Linked DNA regions of Sus scrofa: region 1 is linked to region 2. A link is a contact called in public promoter capture Hi-C data. All regions are on one chromosome and are shown on one strand. The core of a region is the stretch at or near the end of the contact, and the rest is flanking DNA. Distances in the headings are between cores, read along the strand shown. Region 1 holds the start of TARS (threonine--tRNA ligase, cytoplasmic). Region 2 holds the start of DROSHA (ribonuclease 3).

Region 1 (2,700 bases), core at 196-2,695, 1.6 Mb after region 2:
TAACAAAGTTAGTTTTTCAAGCAAGGATTATCTCAACACGCATTAATTCCCTCAACACGTATTGAATGTTAACTGTATGCCAGGCTTATATCTGCTAGATGCTGGCAAAAATACACAAGTTGTGCTTTAGAGAAGCTTTCAATCAGTAACTTTATAATCGTAAAACTGAACTGATAGGTGCTATAAAGACAGCTGCAGGAAGATCTAACAGGGAGACTTGCTCCATTCAGTAAGGGTCAAGAAATGGTTCCCCTAAGACAACAATTCTTGAGAGCTAACATAGGTGCAAAGTAGGCAAAAAGCATGTGGAGCAGGAAGAGATAAGGATGGGGAGAATAAACTCTGCAGGTACAAAAAAAACCTGTGGGAGCACACCTGAGAAACAGTAAGATCACTCGTTCACTGCATGGTGAAGTGAAAAAGTTGGGCAGTCAGAGGCCTTCAAAGCTTTGGCTATTTTTATACTGAAAGTCCCTTGAAGAAGAGTTTTAAGCAAGAGGTTGTCATGATCATATTTGTATTGTATTCTGGTGCCATGTGAAAAATGAATGCAGAAAGTCGGGTCAGGAGGCTATTGGTTATTGATCTTCACGGAAGGACGACCCTGAAGGTGTCAAGTTGTCAAGGACTGATATTTATAAAGTAAAATCTATAAAACCTGGTGATGGAGTAAGTTGGTGATGGTCATAAACTATAGACGAACTCACTGCACTTCTGATTTCAAATTAGTAACGGTTTTCAATTGGCTGGTAAAATAAATGAAAGTAGACCAGGAGATTCGAAACACTGAGACCTCTACGGGAGAATCCGTGGAGTCGGAGTGGTTATTTCCTTAATTGAAAGTTTCACTGCATGTTCAATGCTTTCTGATGCAATATAGGTAGGCGGTGACATGTACTAATGAACTTCCGAGCAAAGGCGCTCGTTCCTGGATCACCAAGGCCTGGGTCTTGGGAATCCTGAATTGCAGTGAGGAGGGTTCACTCGATTCACTGCCACAGACTTGGGATCCCTGAGAAGTCTCCAGAACTCAGCAGTCAGGCCAGGTCAGGCGACGCCGAAGCTGCAGGGAACGCTGGCCACTCTTCCGGAGTCCGGCCCCAGCGGCAGGGATGATATTCAGGTGGCCGAGACTTCCCGGAAACTTAAACTTAGCTCCTCTCTCTCGCTACGGTGGCCGAAAAGGCCCTAGAATAATAGGTCGAGTCACCGAGTCACCCAGAAGAAGGCGCAGGCGCACTGCGGACTTCTAGGATCTGGGAAAAGCCGGGTACCCTGGGAAAAGCAGGCCTGCGGGTTTAACGTCTGCAGTTTCTTCTCCTGCCCCTGCCTCACTCTGATTTCTTAGAAGGACTATAGCCCGACAAGCTTTTTCATTGGTTTAGAGAAAGGAGGGCCCGCCATTCCCCCTTGTCGATTGGCTGCCGCTTCTCCCGTCAAGTTAGGAGGCGGAGTTTGGGCGCTTTCCTATTGCATCAGCTGGCACGAGTGGCGCAAGCAGAGGATTTCCGGGCGTTCAAGCCCAATTCTATCTGTCGTCCACTCTCCTGTGCAGCCTATCGTTTTGGATTTTTTTTTTTTTTTCTTTGGGGTGATTTGCCGATGTCTGAGGAGAAAGCCCACAGTCCTTCAGGAAAGATGGGAGGCGAGGAGAAGCCGGTGAGTGGGCAGAGTAGAGCCTGGAGGTTGGGCTGGGCTCTCCCGGTACCCACGTTGCTTTACCGGGGAGCCAGGGGTGGAGGAAGTGGCCCCGGTCGTGTAGGGGGTGCGGTGTAGGGGGGTGGAGGAGTCCGAGAGGGGCAATGGAGCTCCTGAGTAAGTCAGGGCCTCCTTTGGCGAGGAAACTCAAATTCATACAGTAGAGCGAGGCCTTGCAGGTCTTTTCAGGGTCCATTCTCTTTTGTATATGAAGAAACTGAGATCTTGAGTGTCTTGCTTTGAGTCACACAACTAACTAGAAGCCGAAGACAGAATTAGAGTCTAGGGCTCCGGACAGACTCCTAGACTCCTGTCTTTCGCTCACCATAGTTGGGAAGAATGTTGCAGGGCCTCGTTTAATTCTAAAACCGCGTAGGGGTAAGATCCCCAGTTTAAGGAAGGGAAAGCCTAGTCACCGAGACCTGGTCCAACTTGCTCAAGCTTTGGGTGGTTTATAATAAGTGATGGAGGCTGGGTGACCGCAGCTGACAAACTCTAGAGAAGTTACACACTTCCCTGCTTGGTGCTGGAGGCAATACTTAGCCCATTCGCAAAAGCTCAACATTTCAGCTCTGAACTTTCCCTTTAGTATCAGGAACATCCTCAGTCTGTTCTGTGTACCATTTTAATGTCCCTGGGCTGTTCTACTTAACGGCTGTGCACACATGGGGAATTATCTACTTTCTTTCAGCCACTATTCTCATTTGTAAAATGGAGAGGTATTTTGAAGACATAAAAGCCTTGGTGTTAATTCTCTCCTTTTCCATTACTTCTGTTCTTTTAGCAAATACCCATAGGATCAAAATCAAAAACATTTAATCAGGAAAATAGAATTATTTAATTATCTTTCCATTTTAAATTTTCACTGACAGACCTGCAATTAATTTTTCCCCTTCTTTTTACCTGATATGGCTAATCCTATAGTATTTTTTTTAATTTTTTTTTTTTTTTTTGTCTTTTTAGGGCTGCACCCGCAGCACATGGAGGTTCCCAGGCTAGGGG
Region 2 (2,700 bases), core at 144-2,643:
GTCACCTACGATTTTCCCTGTTGCCTAATCAAACAAAGTACTACCACCAAGCTTGTTCTTTGTTCCCGCTCTTCTAAAACCTCCTACCTGATGATTTGCCCATTGAATTTCTAGCCCTCTACCTAGGTCAGATGCCACCTCTTTTCTTCTGTAATGCCTTTCTTAGTTCCCTTTAGGAAGTAATCCCATTCCTTCTAGACTCCTGTTACTCTCAGTCTGTACTTACTTCTTTATAGCACTTACCAGAGACTTCCTCATATTATAGCCATGTGTGCACATGTCTAACTCCTCCACTAGATTATTAGCTCCTTGATGGATTGGATTATTGATTCATAGTCATTTCTGAATCCTTCACAGGCCCTGGCAGAGTATCCTGCACATAGTAGGTGATCAATAAATGTTTACTGTCTCACTAATGGTATGTTTCTAGGTTGCTACTGTACATTTCCACACTGCATATATCTGCAACAGATGTGCATTACCAAAACCAGACAAAAGCACGTCTTTTCACTGATTCATGCAACACTTAGTGAGCCTACACATGTCACAAGCCCTGAGCACTCAAAGATGAGTAAGATACATAACCTGGATTACTTATTAAGCTCAGAATCCGCATACAGATACATTAAATATATGTATTAGGATAAACCCAAGAAAAGAGATATGCACAGGGTCTAGGGAACAAAAAAGTGTACTGAATCTAGAGGTGGGCAACAAACAGGATCAACAACACTCTTGAACAGTGTGTTCAGACTGCTGTTGAACACTCACTATCAGATCCTTATGGATGATTTTAAAGATAGAATACCTGAAAACCCTAATTATGAAATCAACTATTAAAGGCATGGTTAGGCTGTATTGTGGATGCAAACTTTAATTCAAATCAAGGACCTCACTGCAACTGGAAAATTATTTTCTGCGTCTGCCTACTCCTAAGTTGCTGTTTCGAAGCAGAGAAACTTAGGGAGCTGTTTTGCATAGTTAACACATCCAGGAACATCGGTCCATGTAAGAAAGGGTTGCAAAGTGTGACTACGTTTTTAGTAACACCCTCTCTCCCTGAGTTGAATCTGCAGGCTGGTCATCTTCGTCTAACTGATCTGTAATTGCATGTTTCCCCTGTTTACATCTCCCGCCAGACTGTGAGCCCCACGAGGTAAGCTCCTGGTCTCCCCTCCGACACCCGGGCGGCCCCAGGCCTGGACCACCGCATGCGCTCCACAATGAATGAAAGGTCTCCTTCTTCACTCCTATTTATTTGTGGGATCTGGGCCTAGGGTCGCTTTTTGCTCTTAGCGGTAGCTCTGAAGAGGGACTACCCTATCTAACTCCCAGGAGCCTCTCGCCCCAGCCCCGGACTCCAGCCCGGTTTAAATCCGGACACTCCAAAACACTCCCTCTTCCAACACCCTCAAACTGCCCCTTTTACCTACAAGAGGCTCTCGGGATCTCCGTCAGAGCAAAGCCAGACTTATATAGCGGAGCCGCCAAGACCTTAGCGCCGCCTGCGCCTCCGGAACAGGAAACCGAGAGAATTAAAAGCAAACCTGAAAGCTGGACCACAGTAGGGAAAGCTCCTGGACTCGCCGCAGCGCCTTGTGCGCAGTGATTGGCGCATCAATAAGAGCGACGGAAATCTAAGCCAATCGCCTTCGTCAAGCCCTCCGGTGCTCTCCCCCTGCCCCTTACGTTCTCCAACCCGGAACCGCAACCGGGTGAGCGCGCGTTTCCACCCGGGAGTGGAGGCAGGGCCACAGCTGCGGCAGGCCGGCGTCTTCGCACTGAGCTTCAGGCTCGCTGAGACGCTTCCCCGCGCGAAAACATGAGTGACTCCGCGGGAGAGCGCCCCCGGCTCCGGTGCTACCCGGAGCTCCCCGTTTGGGTGGTGGAGGATCATCAGGAGGTGAGCGGGTGGCTGCCGGACGCTGGGGCAGAATCGCCCGAGGACTTAGGGAGCGGCGGAGCCTCGGCCTCGGAGGCCAGAGAGATGACGAGAATTAGTAATTCACTCGAATTGCATTGCTGTGGGGGAAACACCAAACGGGCTAGCTTGGAAGAGTAGGCGCAGACGTTTATGCAGTGCCCGGCAGCTCATTTAACCCCCGCGGTTTGTTCGAAATCCCACAACACTTTAGCAAACTAGTGGTGTCAGGATTCGAACGTGGGCGGTCGAACTACAGAGCCCGGAGTCCTTAACCTGCACTTTAACGCAGATTTCTTTACTGTCTCCTGGCATCTCCATCACAGCCCTGCTGTGTAAGGGGGAAGCTTTTTGTTAAGAATGTGAACTGTCATCTGTGACGTGGGTACTAAGTGTTGCTCATTCATAAGTCCTTTAGGAGTATTATTGTGTGCAGAGTGCGTGCCTAAATCTTTTAACACCGCATTTATAAACATTAAAGATATTTTCTGTATCTGTAGTATTGCTGCTTTAGGATACCTGTTGTAATCTAGACTTCCGAAAGCCTTCGAGAGTCCCATGGATCTAAGTCTTTTTTCTTTCTTTTTTTTTTTTTTTTTTTTTTTTAATAGCAGTAGTATGTCTTGAGAGTTCTCTGGATATTAAAGAGGAAGAGGGTGATTCCAGATTTGTGGATGGAAAAAGATAAGAGAATAAAAAGGAAGTTGGATTTCTGGGGACCTAGATGTAGTGCATATGGATCTGGGAGAAAAGAGCAAGCTTGGGTTTGGTGGTGCTTT

What was found. Promoter capture Hi-C pulls out the DNA fragments that hold promoters and counts their contacts.
Region 1: a promoter capture Hi-C map of liver shows a contact between it and region 2, with 5 times the contacts expected there. The contact joins the promoter of TARS here to the promoter of DROSHA in region 2. A contact is called at or near these places in 1 of 5 promoter capture datasets (liver) and 1 of 2 datasets of contacts at active chromatin or transcription factors (alveolar macrophages).

Annotation. Positions count from the first base shown.
Region 1 is chr16:19,453,849-19,456,548 of Sscrofa11.1, forward strand. TARS (threonine--tRNA ligase, cytoplasmic) reads left to right here and starts at 1,446. Exons shown (of 20, transcript XM_021076644.1): 1 at 1,446-1,659. The coding sequence starts at 1,603.
Region 2 is chr16:17,846,561-17,849,260 of Sscrofa11.1, forward strand. It overlaps DROSHA (ribonuclease 3), which reads right to left and starts at 1,394. Exons shown (of 35, transcript XM_021077126.1): 1 at 244-1,394. It overlaps C16H5orf22 (UPF0489 protein C5orf22 homolog), which reads left to right and starts at 1,712. Exons shown (of 10, transcript XM_003359737.4): 1 at 1,712-1,903. The coding sequence starts at 1,823.